Regions from separate parts of the Danio rerio genome. Here region 2 is linked to region 1. A link is a contact called in public HiChIP or PLAC-seq data. All regions are on one chromosome and are shown on one strand. Each heading gives the region's core, a stretch centred on a gene start, on an enhancer-like site or on the middle of the called end of the contact. The rest is flanking DNA. Distances are from core to core; before and after follow the strand shown. Region 1 holds the start of spice1 (spindle and centriole associated protein 1). Region 2 holds the start of atp8a2 (ATPase phospholipid transporting 8A2).

What was found. HiChIP or PLAC-seq counts read pairs in DNA pulled down with a chosen protein or histone mark.
Region 2: an H3K4me3 HiChIP or PLAC-seq map of gastrula embryo shows a contact between it and region 1, with 4 times the contacts expected there. The contact joins the promoter of atp8a2 here to the promoter of spice1 in region 1. A contact is called at or near these places in 4 of 18 Hi-C or Micro-C datasets (caudal fin, embryo, hematopoietic stem cells and 1 more) and 2 of 4 datasets of contacts at active chromatin or transcription factors (embryo and gastrula embryo).

The regions. Positions count from the first base shown.
Region 1 is chr24:25,221,334-25,227,915 of GRCz12tu, forward strand. It overlaps spice1 (spindle and centriole associated protein 1), which reads right to left and starts at 3,190. Exons shown (of 18, transcript NM_001008636.1): 1 at 3,155-3,190; 2 at 2,537-2,653; 3 at 2,403-2,450; 4 at 2,183-2,329; 5 at 21-123. The coding sequence starts at 2,629. It overlaps shisa2b (shisa family member 2b), which reads left to right and starts at 5,412. Exons shown (of 2, transcript XM_003201303.7): 1 at 5,412-6,358. The coding sequence starts at 6,055.
Region 2 is chr24:25,376,244-25,382,825 of GRCz12tu, forward strand. It overlaps atp8a2 (ATPase phospholipid transporting 8A2), which reads right to left and starts at 3,294. Exons shown (of 37, transcript XR_012399299.1): 1 at 3,110-3,294. rnf6 (ring finger protein (C3H2C3 type) 6) reads right to left here. Exons shown (of 4, transcript NM_001386592.1): 4 at 6,192-6,582.

The DNA of each region.
Region 1 (6,582 bases), core at 1,940-4,439:
ACAACACAATAATTGACTACCTGTGCGTCTACGAGGTGCATCGCCAAAAAGGTCTTTCACTACAGCCAAAGCTCTGTCTGATCGCGCAATGACATCCTGCAGCTGACAGTGATCTGAAAACACCTGAACAAACAGATGATGTTAGTAAGACTCTCCAGATCCTCCTAAACTCTGCGAACCCAGTACCGGGTCCCTGACGTCACTTACTTCCACATTTTTTACATTTTAAAAGGTCCGTACTGGCTCAATACCCCATAAGTGTTTCCATTCTCTCATCAGTTGAAATAAAATAACATTTAGCATAGATTATGATAAAGACATTTTTCTTTTTTTCCTAAGATTACTGACATGTGCAGGAATCACCTAAATTAATTACTGCAACCTGGACCACACAGAACCTAAAAAGGTACACATTTAAATTTTAGTTTACAAAAAAACAAAAAAAACAAAGCGCCTCTTTTTTTGGAGGGTTTTATTATAAAACAGACAACATATACAACAATTTTAATCACTTTCAACAGTGTTTTATGACAATTTTAAGGTTGTTTTTTTTATAATACCAAACTTTTGCATTTACATCTCTGCATGTGCATTTGGAAAGCTTTTGAATTTGTGTAGGTAAAATCCAGGCGGAAACCCCAAAATAGCACTTGTATTAATTAATAGTCAGATAATGTGTACTTTTGACATGAACAATATATATATATATATATATATATATATATATATATATATATATATATATATATATATATATATATATATATACACACACACACACACACACACACACACAACAGTTCTGTCTGGTTCTCAAATCTGATTGGCTGACAGCCGTGTGATATTCTACAATATCAGAACTCCTACAGTGCCCCGGTCAGATTACACGATTTTTTTTTTTTACGAAAGCCACTATGTCAGATTGTGCGATTTTTTTTCTTGTTAAAATCGTGACGTGTCGTGGGTAGCAAATGTGCCAGACTACACGTTCCTTCATGATCAGTCATCCTGTGACGTCTACGACGAGTGTTATTTCCCAAAGCAGTCACATAGGTTGCTATAACAATATTTTTTTTTATCTTATTTTTAATATGTTTGTTTTTTTAATCTTATCTCAATGAGCACTGATGCTTGCAGACAATTAATAACTACGTTAAATTTTATAAGGGCGCTCATTAGGATAGGATCAAACTTATAATTCCTATATTTTATATAAAAAAAAGTATATATATATATATATATATATATATATATATATATATATATATATATATATATATGCGCTTATAGCCTATTCCTCGCTCAATATATATGTTTTATTTTTATATAAAATATAGGAGTTATAAGTTTGATCCTATCTTAATGAACGCCCTTAAATGTAACCAATTATGATACAGTGATGATGATCCTGCCAGCTTTAGTTATACAGGGTTTCTGCAGGTTAAATTTAAGACTTTTTAGGACAATTTTAAGACCATCATGAATGAAGTTTTAGACCCATAAAGGGCTAAACGCTAAGGAATTTTTCAAATGGGCAAGATGGAAAATATTTTTATTTGCCCTACCAAAAAAATTATATAATTGAAAACATGTATTAATAAAACAACACATTAATCATAAAAAATAAAAATATTTAGCATTTTGTTTCTAAACTAAATATTTTAAATATTGTTTAAAAACAAGCAAGATCTACTTGTATCCATACACTTTTTTTCCAACATAAACATTCTTTTAAATAATTTTTAAAAAATGAACATATGTTTTAAAAGTTTTTAAAACTATGGTAAACTAAATCTATGCACAACTATCTGTCCAGGTCGGTGTCCTTAGCAGTAAATACACGGAGAACTTTTAAACAAATGTTACTGCAAGTAAAATAAATAAACCATTATGATAGAGTAAAAACATTACCTTTTTAAATAAAAAGTTTAAATTTTTATTGGGATGATTGCTGGTGATTGTATGTTTTTTTGTTGTTGCCAAATTTGGTAAAAATACATGAACAGAGAAAAATTAAAACATGTTTAAAAAAAGATGTAAGATCAACAACACAATATTTCGGTAAATTTGAGACTTTTTAAGGCCTAAAATTTGGATTTTGAGATTTAACACTTTTAAAGACCCTGCAGAAACCCTGTTATAACAAGCCTAATTTTGTAGGGCAAATGCAATCCTTACTCACCTCTCTGATGATGTCTCGCCTGGCTCTATCAAGTCCTGGAGGACTCAGGGGCTGGTTCTTCCTCCGTCTACGTGTTAGAGTCTTTTCTTTTAATTCCCACTGTGCAACAACTCTGTTCTGAGACCTGTGCATCTCATGACGTCGAGCCTGAAAGCAGATCAATACCTGGCTAAAAATACACTATGGCCAAATACATGAAAAAAATATATAAACATCTTACCAGCTCCTCTGGTGTGGCTTTGTGCACTGAAAGATCATTGACTGTGCTCTAAAGAATAAAATAAAATAGAAATGATGAGGCACTACTTGTAGAAATGAATTTAACTTATACAGTTTATCACATTCTTTACTTACCACCCATTCTTTCTTTGGTGCAGACACTTTTCTGGTTCGTATGGGTCTTTTACCAGCACAATAGAAAGGACGGTTTATGCGCACTAAAGACATCTCAGTAACAGACAGGGGTATCACCTAGAAAAAAACAAAAACAATACAATTATGGGCAAAGAATGGAACATTCTGATCAAACAATAAACTTTGCATTTGAAGACTAATAGCTTTCTGTGCAGAACACAAGTTTACGGTACAAGTAAGCAAAAAAAACATTACTGCAACGTTAGTTAAACTATAGTAAACACAATTTACCCAATGTTTTTCTTACATTTCACTAACGTTATAGTAGTAAACTAGTTATACAACTGGTAATCAATGTGACAAATAACATGTTTAGTTATAATGCAATCATGGTTATTTTTGTAATAGTTTATTTAGCATGATATCTGTTACATGCTAAATTCAAGTCAAAAGCTATAGATTATGATCGGTACATTAATTAAGCTCAGCCTGGCTAACTGTTAGCTTATCGTGTTATTCACAATAACTGACAGAAACTGAGACTGTACTGATGATAAACATATATATATTCTTACTTTAAATGAAAATGACAGGAAAAACAATAGAGTGAGACTTTACCGTTTGTTTTTGTTTGTGCTGTTAGTAACAGGAGGAAGCGAAGCGTTGATCTGGACAAGTTTAAAAGCACCGCTACAATGGACTAGAGTTCAAAATAAAAGTCCGCACCTTTGGTGGTTACGTTTGTCAATTATGATTCTCATTATCTCATTATATATATATATATATATATATATATATATATATATATATATATATATATATATATATATATATATATATATATATATATATATATATATATATTTAACTAACTATATATATATAACTAAAAGTTACGTCGTTTCCATTGAGTTCACCACATTTCTGCAAGATTTCCAACCATGCGCTCTTCGGTTGTCTTGTGTACAATCGAAGATACACACATCACACTCTGAATAATATATATCATATATATATATATATATTATATAATATATATTATTATATTAAGCTAAATAAAGTTTTGCTAAATTATCTTTTTATGTTTTTGTTTTTTTTTAAATAACGTACTTGTCCACAAAAAAAAAACAAAAAACATAAAAAGATAATTTAGCAAAACTTTATTTAGCATATTTCCAAATATTTAAAAAAAAAAAAAAAAAAAAAAAAATATATATATATATATATATATATATATATATATATATATACAAAACAATATATATATATATATATATATATATATATATATATATATATATATTTTTTTTTTTTTAAATATTTGGAAATATGCTAAATAAAGTTTTGCTAAATTATCTTTTTATGTTTTTTGTTTTTTTTAAATAACGTACTTGTCCACAAACAATAAAAGACAAAATCATTCCGTAATAATCCACCAGAGAGCGCTGTCGAACTAAAAGTTACGTCGTTTCCATTGAGTTCACCACATTTCTGCAAGATTTCCAACCATGCGCTCTTCAGTTGTCTTGTGTACAATCGAAGATACTCACATCACAGTCTGAATAAAGCGCTTTTACTGCAAGTTTTTAATTGATGATAAAGCATGTTATATTATTCAATATGATACTGACACAAAGCTAAAAGGGCATCGTTATTGTTATCATTTATTTTATGACGTTTGTCAATTTCCACGTGTGTTATTATATTAATAAAATAAAAATTGTTCTATTTGTTGTAATTTTTTTCATTATACAATATCTATAATTAATAATATTATTATTTGTGATAGCTCATAAAAAACCTCCATTATGTCTGTTTGCTGTTTAAAGTGTCCTGTTTTTATTCAACCCTTTAGTTTGATTATTGTACAAAACCTTAACCAAGTTTAATAGCTGACATTTTATTTCTCAGTTTGCGGTTGATAGTGGCCGATTAATAAGCTATAACATTTTTAATATACAGACCTATAATATTTGAGTGTGGCATGTTTATTTTATATACAGTGTTTCGCAAATATAAGTACACCCCCACAAATCTATCTTTTAAATTCATTTTTTTATATGAAGCTATAATATTATATTTGTGCATATACATTAGATTAGTCAGCACTGAAGCCAAATCTGGAGCTTATGTAACAAAAAAACTTACGACAACGGTAAAAAAAACTAGTAAACCCATAGTTAGGCCTATATGTTGTGGAAAAATATTAAATATAGGAAAAGTCAAGAGAAGCAAAAAGCAAAAAAATATATAAACAATTTTGTTGAAATGTTATTGTTGTATTTTTTTATATATTTAGCTTGGATTTAATTGTATCATCTTTCATTTCTAAATATGTTTGGTGACTAAAATATTATTTGAATAAATATCCGTTTAATCTGTCGTTTAAATGCACCAAAAATACATTGAGAAATTGATAAAATATTCATTTTTAAAATAGCGTGTTCTCATGCTCTTCTACTTTATATGATAGGCTATATTCTGGGTTAAATTATAGGCTATATATTTTATTTATAGAATCAATGTAACTTTTTTCTGTCAGTTTGCTGTTGATTGTGCCCTTTTATTCACACAAGCGGATCTTTTAGCCCTAATTGAAGGCTCTAATGGATGTGAGCCACCGGCAAGCTAAATGCATTACAATGCGGCGTTTCCGTCTCTTTTGTGCTCAGGCAGATCCCCACGGGCACCGCTAAACACCCATCGCACAGAAGCCGCTCCTCAAACGCCCATGGGCCCCCGCCAACATACAATGACACTTGTTTGCACTGCGCAACAGGCGGAGAGGCAAAAAGTCGAGCTCCTAGACACAGCACTGCGCATGCGCTGCCTGACGGGTGGGCTTCCACTACCCCCTGAATGAAGGAGAGTTGTCAGTGGGTCGTTCTCAGTCTATCAATGCCAAATGTGCGCTGCCGGTCTGCTTGAGATGTTGACAGCTGACTTCGCGCACTCTTCTGGAAATGAGTTGTTGCAGTCGAGTGCTCACTTGAATATTAATGAGCCGAACCTCCCAAAAACTTCTACAGAAAGTCGCATGATATGGATTAATGTGGAAAAACTTCCTTGACTGGTTTGTAAAAACGAGAGGAAACGAACGTGTGGATTACAAGTGAAGTCAGTGTTTGTTGTTCACTATATATCTCAAGGGAAGACATTTGAGCAGAGGCGACATGAGGATGCAAAGTTTCTCCCAGGAATATGGAATATTCTGAATTCATGCTTCATGTGCTCGAAAACTCATCCCGCATGGCTTTTATGCGTTTTCACATTTGTCAATCCGAAACAAAGCTACTGGAAGTCTTGTGACGGCTGGGATAAACAGTGGATACTTGTCTGGAGCCATTCTACTGGATCTATTGAATTATCCTCGGAATTTCTCTGCCCAATGACATTGCCAAAGTTGTTAGTTGGGTTCCTTTTTATAGCGTCTCCTCATTCTATTAGATTTATTTACCGAGCCATTAACTTATCTGGTCTAGACCAAAACCTGAGGTATTTTAGTGGTTTGTGACACGATGCGGGGATGCACGGGATTCCCGATGGCCGTCACGGTGGTGTTGACACTTTTGACCGTCATGAACGTGAAGGCGAGCGGAGAGTATTGTCACGGGTGGCATGATGCCCAGGGCGTGTGGAAAGACGGCTTTCAGTGCCCGGAGCGCTTCGACACCCCCGATGCCATCATCTGCTGTGGGAAATGCGAGCTCAGATACTGCTGCTCCAGCACAGAAGCTCGGCTGGACCAGGGCACATGTGATAACGACAAGCAGACACAAGAAACCAACACTGGCAGCAAGGACGACAAAAACTCTGGAGCAGGTAAGCTGGAGTAGGCTACAATGCGCTGTTTTCTGCTACAGCCACTGCCTCTGTCTGAAACAAATTAGGCAATTACTGTGTAATCGAATTGTACAGCGGTTAAGTTTAAATGGTTTAATTCAATAACTTGTAGAGCAGCAGCAGTGTGTAACATATATCGACCCAGTTGTTTGCCTCAGGCTTTTGTGAAGAAAAAAAACAAACAACAGAAAGTTGGGTTGAAT
Region 2 (6,582 bases), core at 2,044-4,543, 160 kb after region 1:
GTTATTATAAGGGGACATCAGAGATATATTCTTGTAAAAAGGGGCATAATAAGTCCCCTTTAAAGACTAAAGATGTCCATTAAATCTCAACTTTCTTGAATGTTTAAGACAAACCCAGAATCACGTTACAAAGAATTTACAAATGAGTTTAGCGACAGTATGGCCCCTGCATGTTAATTCTGGAACATGCTGGTTTAGAGCAGGCTAAACAAACGTCCAGTGTAATCCACAATGCATATGTGTCAGTCTGTCAAAAAGACTCATCACCCAACAAAGCCCTGCCGAATAAACACGTGCTGGCACAGAACTGCTGCCAGAACAATCTGCAATCTCTCAATCCTGCCCCCAGCAGCGTTCTGTTCTGTTCTCGAGAGCATGTTCTCGTGATGTGCTCTTGGCTCCTGTGCATTAAGTAAACCTGACTGAATGTATTTATTGCTGTCTGGAGAAAGATGCAGAAGCTTTTACTTTGATTTGTAATAATAATAATTGTTTCAGTGGCTCATTTCCATTCACATCAGAGCCTTAAAAAGACTGCAGTGATACAGATATTTTCTTTCTTTTTTGAAGACTTTCTTGAATGTAAGCCTTTATTGTATGCATCTAGAAATTAGTCTTCTTGAATAAAATAGATCTTATTGCTAAAATTACAAAAATGCTCAACAATAACTAAAAATGGCATATATTTGAAAAGCAATACTTCTTTAAAAAAAAAAAAAATCGACATTCTTGCTTAAAAGAAAAACTATTATTATACATAAAACCCCACGTTGCAGGCATTTAAAGCAGTTTTTGCATAAAATAGACCCAATAAATAAAATAAAATACTTTTATAAAGAACAATACAATTTCTTTATTGTAACAGTGTCTTTTAAAAACAATGCTTTCTTGCTTAAATTCAATCTTATTGCTATAAAAGGTTTTGTTTAATGTATTTTAGTAGGAATTTGTTTTACATTAATTTTTGTAAAGAGATGTTAAATATGACTTAATGAAACTGAGTAAGCATGTGAAGTATATTTAATAATGATTCAAATATTACAATAAACCAAAAGATAAAAAAAAATATATATATATATATATAACCAATTATAAATAAATATATAACTGGTTTTCAAACAGAGAACCATGGAATGTTTAAAGGAAAATCGAATTAAATAATATATTAAACTAAATTCATGTTACATAAAATTGTCATTCATTAATTTTCTTTTCGGCTTAGTCCCTTTATTAATCAGGGGTCGCCACAGCGGAATGAACCGCCAACTTATTCAGCATATGTTTTACTCAGCGGATGCCCTTCTAGCTGGAACCCATTACTGGGAAACACCCATACACACATACACCACAGACAATTTAGCATATACCCAATTCACCTATAGTGCATGTCTTTGGACTTGTGGGGGAAACCAGAGCACCTGGAAGAAACCCATGTGAACACACAGACTAACACACAGAAATGCCAACTGACCCAACCGAGGCTCGAACCAGCGACCTTCTTGCTGTGAGGCGGCAGCGATACCCACTGCACCATTGTGCGGCCTACATAAAATTGTTACACTGAATTAATATGAAATATTACAGTAAATACATGATTAAATGATTTAAAAAAAAACTTTCAAACAATGCAATGGTAATTATATTATCTCTGATTATTAGAATAAAAAAATACATTAAACAAATATGATTAAATTAAATGAAGACATATTAATTAAACATATTCAATATGTAATTAAATGTCCCCAAATAAATGTACTTTCTAAAAATTAAAGTAGAAAGTCTGTCATTGTGGTACTGCATTTTCAAAAGGAATTTGTTTTACCTTTTAATGTACTATGAATTACACATTCTAACTTTATAGGTATTAATGTGTAACTTTAAGGTGCACATGTGGAACTGTGAGGTAAAAGTTTCCCTATATTAGTATAAGGTACCACCCCAATGACAAGTATTGTACCCCACCTTTAATTGTGTTTTCTTTTTTAATTATTTCCCAAATTATGTTTAACTGAGCAAGGAAATTTTCACAGTATGTCTGATAATATTTTTTCTTCTAGAGAAAGTCTAATTTGTTTTATTTTGGCTAGAATAAAAGCAGTTTTTTTTTTTTAATTTAAAGTCAACATTATTAGCCGCTTTGAGCTTTTTTTCCCATAGTCTACAGAACAAACCATCGTTATACAATAAATTGAATAATTAGTCCAACCTGCCTAGTTAAACTAATTAGTTATGCATTTAAATGTCACTTTAAGCTGTATAGAAGTGTCTTGAAAAATATCTAGTCAAATATTATGTACTGTCATCATGGCAAAGATAAAATACTTCAGTTATTAGAAATGAGTTATTAAAACTATTATGTTTAGAAATGTGTTGAAAAAATATCTGTTAAACAGAAATTAATGAAAAAAACATGGGGCTAATAAGGCACGGGGGGGGGGGGGGGATAATTCTGACTTCTGACTTAAACACAGTAAATTGCAACTTTGTACAGCAAAACTATGTAATTGCACATTTTTACATTTTATGATTGAGGTCCTGATCTCATTAGGGGTTTGTGGCATCTAAAAGATTGTCAACCCCTCAGCTACATGTCAGCATCTAATTGAAAATACGTTGTCTTATTTCTTTCCTAATTATAAAGTAATTAATAAAAAGGTTGACATTAAACCAGAGGCACATGCCCTCAACAGGTGATGCAGACCTGTCTATGAGCTTAGAAAGTCAGAGCGCTTTAAACAGTCACGTGACGAGCTAAACACCCCACTGAGGGAGTTTCTCTCTCAAACGTCAATGCAGATCTGGATAAGATTAATTGTTGCCGCATCACGCTTTATCTCAGAAGAACACTTGACCCTAATTTATCACTGAAAGCAAAACGTCACCCTGGTGACCCGTGTGTTTACACTGCGAAAACCACAGGTCACCCACAACAAGAGCAGGTGCAGGACGACTGATGCTGACCAATCACAGCATCTAAAACCCGTCTCTAATATGTCATAATAATGAATAATACTCTAATAAAATGAGCATCCGAATGACCAGCGGCACAGAAGAAAACGCAGGCGTCAACACATCCACCGTCCCCCGTCGGCAGATTATGTCATCTTACCTCCCTCGCTGTGGATCTTCTTCGAGCGTCGGTTGAAATACATTGTGCGCGGCGATGTGGAGCTTCCAGCAGCGCGGGCGAGCTGTGGGCATACTCGCGCTTCAGCGGGGGTTTGCGGGCCACAGGCGCAGGGATGCGGTGTTTGATGGAGGCAACATAGTTCCTATTGATGATGGGTCACCCTCAGGCGCGCGCACTGGCCCGGGCACGCGCTTCTGCCATCCTGGTGATCCGTCGCATTATTGCTCGTGCAAACGCACAGGCGAATCCGCGCGCGTTCCGTCATCAGAGGCAGACCCCGCCTGGACTTTCTCTGAATGCCAATACGCCCTCATATGGTATGGATGGACCTCAATGGACTCCTTCTGGTATTTATTTGTGTAATTATTACTGTGGGTAAAATTGAATACACTGCAAAAAATGCAGGGTTCCACACAATTGATTTGTGTTGGGTCAACATGAATGAATTATTAAAACTTGTTAGTTTTTACAAATTTAAGTGGATTGAACATAAAGCAATTGAGTTGTCTCAAAACAACCTAATGAATTGTGTTGTTTCAGCTCATTTTAAATAAGTTGTTTAAACAAACAGCATTTTTTTAGTGTAGGCTTAATTGAAAATATCAATTAAATGTTTAAGCGTATTTATTTGGGCTATTTTGTTATTGTTATTTATGAATTTGACATTTTAAAGTATTTTATTGGTTCGGTATTCAATCAGATTTTATAATTAACAATGTTTAGGTCCCACCTTTGGCACCATGTTGGTTCAGGGTTAAAAGTGGCATTCATAAGTATTTAACTATGTATTTAATGTTTAAACTTAAGAATTTACAGCTATGGAAAATGGGTTTTTCTGAATTGATGATTTATAGTTAGGTGTTTGATTAAAACACCTGGTACATTTAATTCTAAAAAAGCCGTTGACATTGATGCAAATTTTAAAAAAACCAAAACAATCCAAATAAATAAACTAAAATAAATATAATAGTTATGTGTAATAACAATGGAACGACACATGGAGAAAGTACTGAACTATTTAAATGCATTTAATATTTTGTATAATGGACTATTTTGTCTTATCTGTTGCTCAGGTGTGATTTTTTGCCAAGACTCCAAAAGTCTTGGAAAGATTTAATTTGGGCTTTCCGTGCCTTTTTACGCCTCCCTTTCTGCATGTGTTTATTATGTTTTCCCTCTCTCATTTCAAGTAATTACACATAACTTAATTTCTTAAGTAATTAGTTTTGGTTTCTTTTCATTTGTGGATAACTTTGGTTGTTGCTGACATCTGGTGAAAATTTCAAAGAAATACAGAATAAATAAGAATTATTAAACTCCCTGAATTATTAGCACCCGTTTATTTTTTCCCCCAATTTCTGTTTTCTAAACATATTAGTTTTAATAACTCATTTCTAATAACTGATTTATTTTATCTTTGTCATGATGACAGTAAATAATATTTGACTAGATATTGTTCAAAATACTTCTATACAGCTTAAAGTGACATTTAAAGGTTTAACTAGGGTAATTAGGCAAGTTATTGTATAATGATGGTTTGTTCTGTAGACTATCAAAAATATATAGCTTATGGGACTAATAATTTTGACTTTAAAATTAAATTTTTTAAAAAATACTTTAATTCTAGTCGAAATAAGACAAATAAGACTTTCTCCAGAAGAAAAATATTATCAGACATTCTGTAAAAACGTCCTTGCTCCATTTAACATCATTTAGCGAATATTTAAAAAAGAAAATCAATTTCAAAGGGGGTTTAAAAATTCTGATTTTAACTGAATGTTTTCTGAGAAAAATGGTCATGTGCTCAATACTTATTTTAACCGATGTGTGTGTATAAATCCAAGTACTTTATATTAAATTTAGTAAAAACTACTTAATCAAGTAAATCCAGCGAAATTGCATCTCTGATTGTTCTGTATCCTTATCTTAATGTTTGTTTAACTTTTTCATCCTTGTATATGATTAAATATAATCCACTGTTAAGGCCCGTTCGCATAATTAGGCCTGATCATTTTTTTCGCATGTACATTTTTTTTCAATTAAATTTCATGTTTAATGCTTTTTTTCTTTAATAAGGGCATTTTTAGAGTGCCAATAATGAAAGCATTAAACATAATCTAAAATGCTGTAACGATAATGCAACAGAACTCAGTTTCCCTGCAAGCATGCTTTAGAAACTTTAAGTCTAAATTACAACTATAACAATAACAGCACAAAGAAACAATAGTTTAAATCAGAGATAAAAAAAAAACAAAAAAAACATTAACAGCCAATCAGAATCCATCCTACACTCTCAGAAATAAAGGTAGGCGAGCTGTCACTGGGGTGGTACCTTTTCAAATGGTACAAATTTGTACATAAAAGGTCCATATTATTACCTCAAGGGTACATATTAGTACCTAAAAAGTACAAAAGTGTTCCTCTTAATTTTTTAGGTACTAATATATACTTCTGAGGTACCAATATTGACCTTTTAAGTACAAATGGTAACCTTTACCACCCAAGTGACAGCTTACGTACTTTTATTTCCGAGATGGTACTTTTAAAAGGCAAGCATTTTAAGTGGCAAAACAATATTATGCATAGGTGTAGATGTTAAAATTTTATTCCTACAGGTATTTTACCAATTTTGGCATAATCAGTTTGTTTAATCCAATATATACCCTATTAAATTCAGACTTAAAATCAGTTCATGTGGTGCTTAAACATAACTGGCAAATTGGATTTAAAATAAAACAATTCTACAAATTAAAAGCACTGATTTATATTTAATTCTATTCTTAATGCTATTGTGTGTGATTTCAGGTCATTTCATAATATGAAGCTTTCTGATATTTGAAATCGAGTGTTTTTGCATTATTATTAACCACTTTTGATCAATATGATGCATCCTTTATGACACCAAACTCATAATTAAAATGTAAAAATCTCTTTCTGAATTCAGCCTTTTGACTAGCCGTGTAGATTTCACTGCTCATTTTTTTCTTCCTGCAAACCCTATTCGTTTCCTATAGTAACAACAACCCACGTCTATCAATCCACTGTTAGGGAGCAGAGAAGAAAAAAATCATGTGTTTTATTTTATTACATAGTAACAGAATACATATTCTTCTGTTTTAGCATCACATTATAACATAATACATAGTCATCATAGCTCAATGATGTCAATGTTTCATCATTAAATATCTAAACTTCATGGCCAACGATCCCCCACATCAGCTCAAGAACCATTCTGATCCATTCAGCAAAACACACACACATACAATTCACACTTCAAACATAGCATACGCACATCCTCACAACATACAGACAAAATAAAGGGATATTTTAGTATACAAGAAAACAATAACATTGAGGACAGTTGTCGAATAACAGATTTAGTCTTTGTTTTAATCCGGAAACATAAGCAGACATCTATTGTACATCGAGGAAGAAAAAAAAAAAACGAAAAA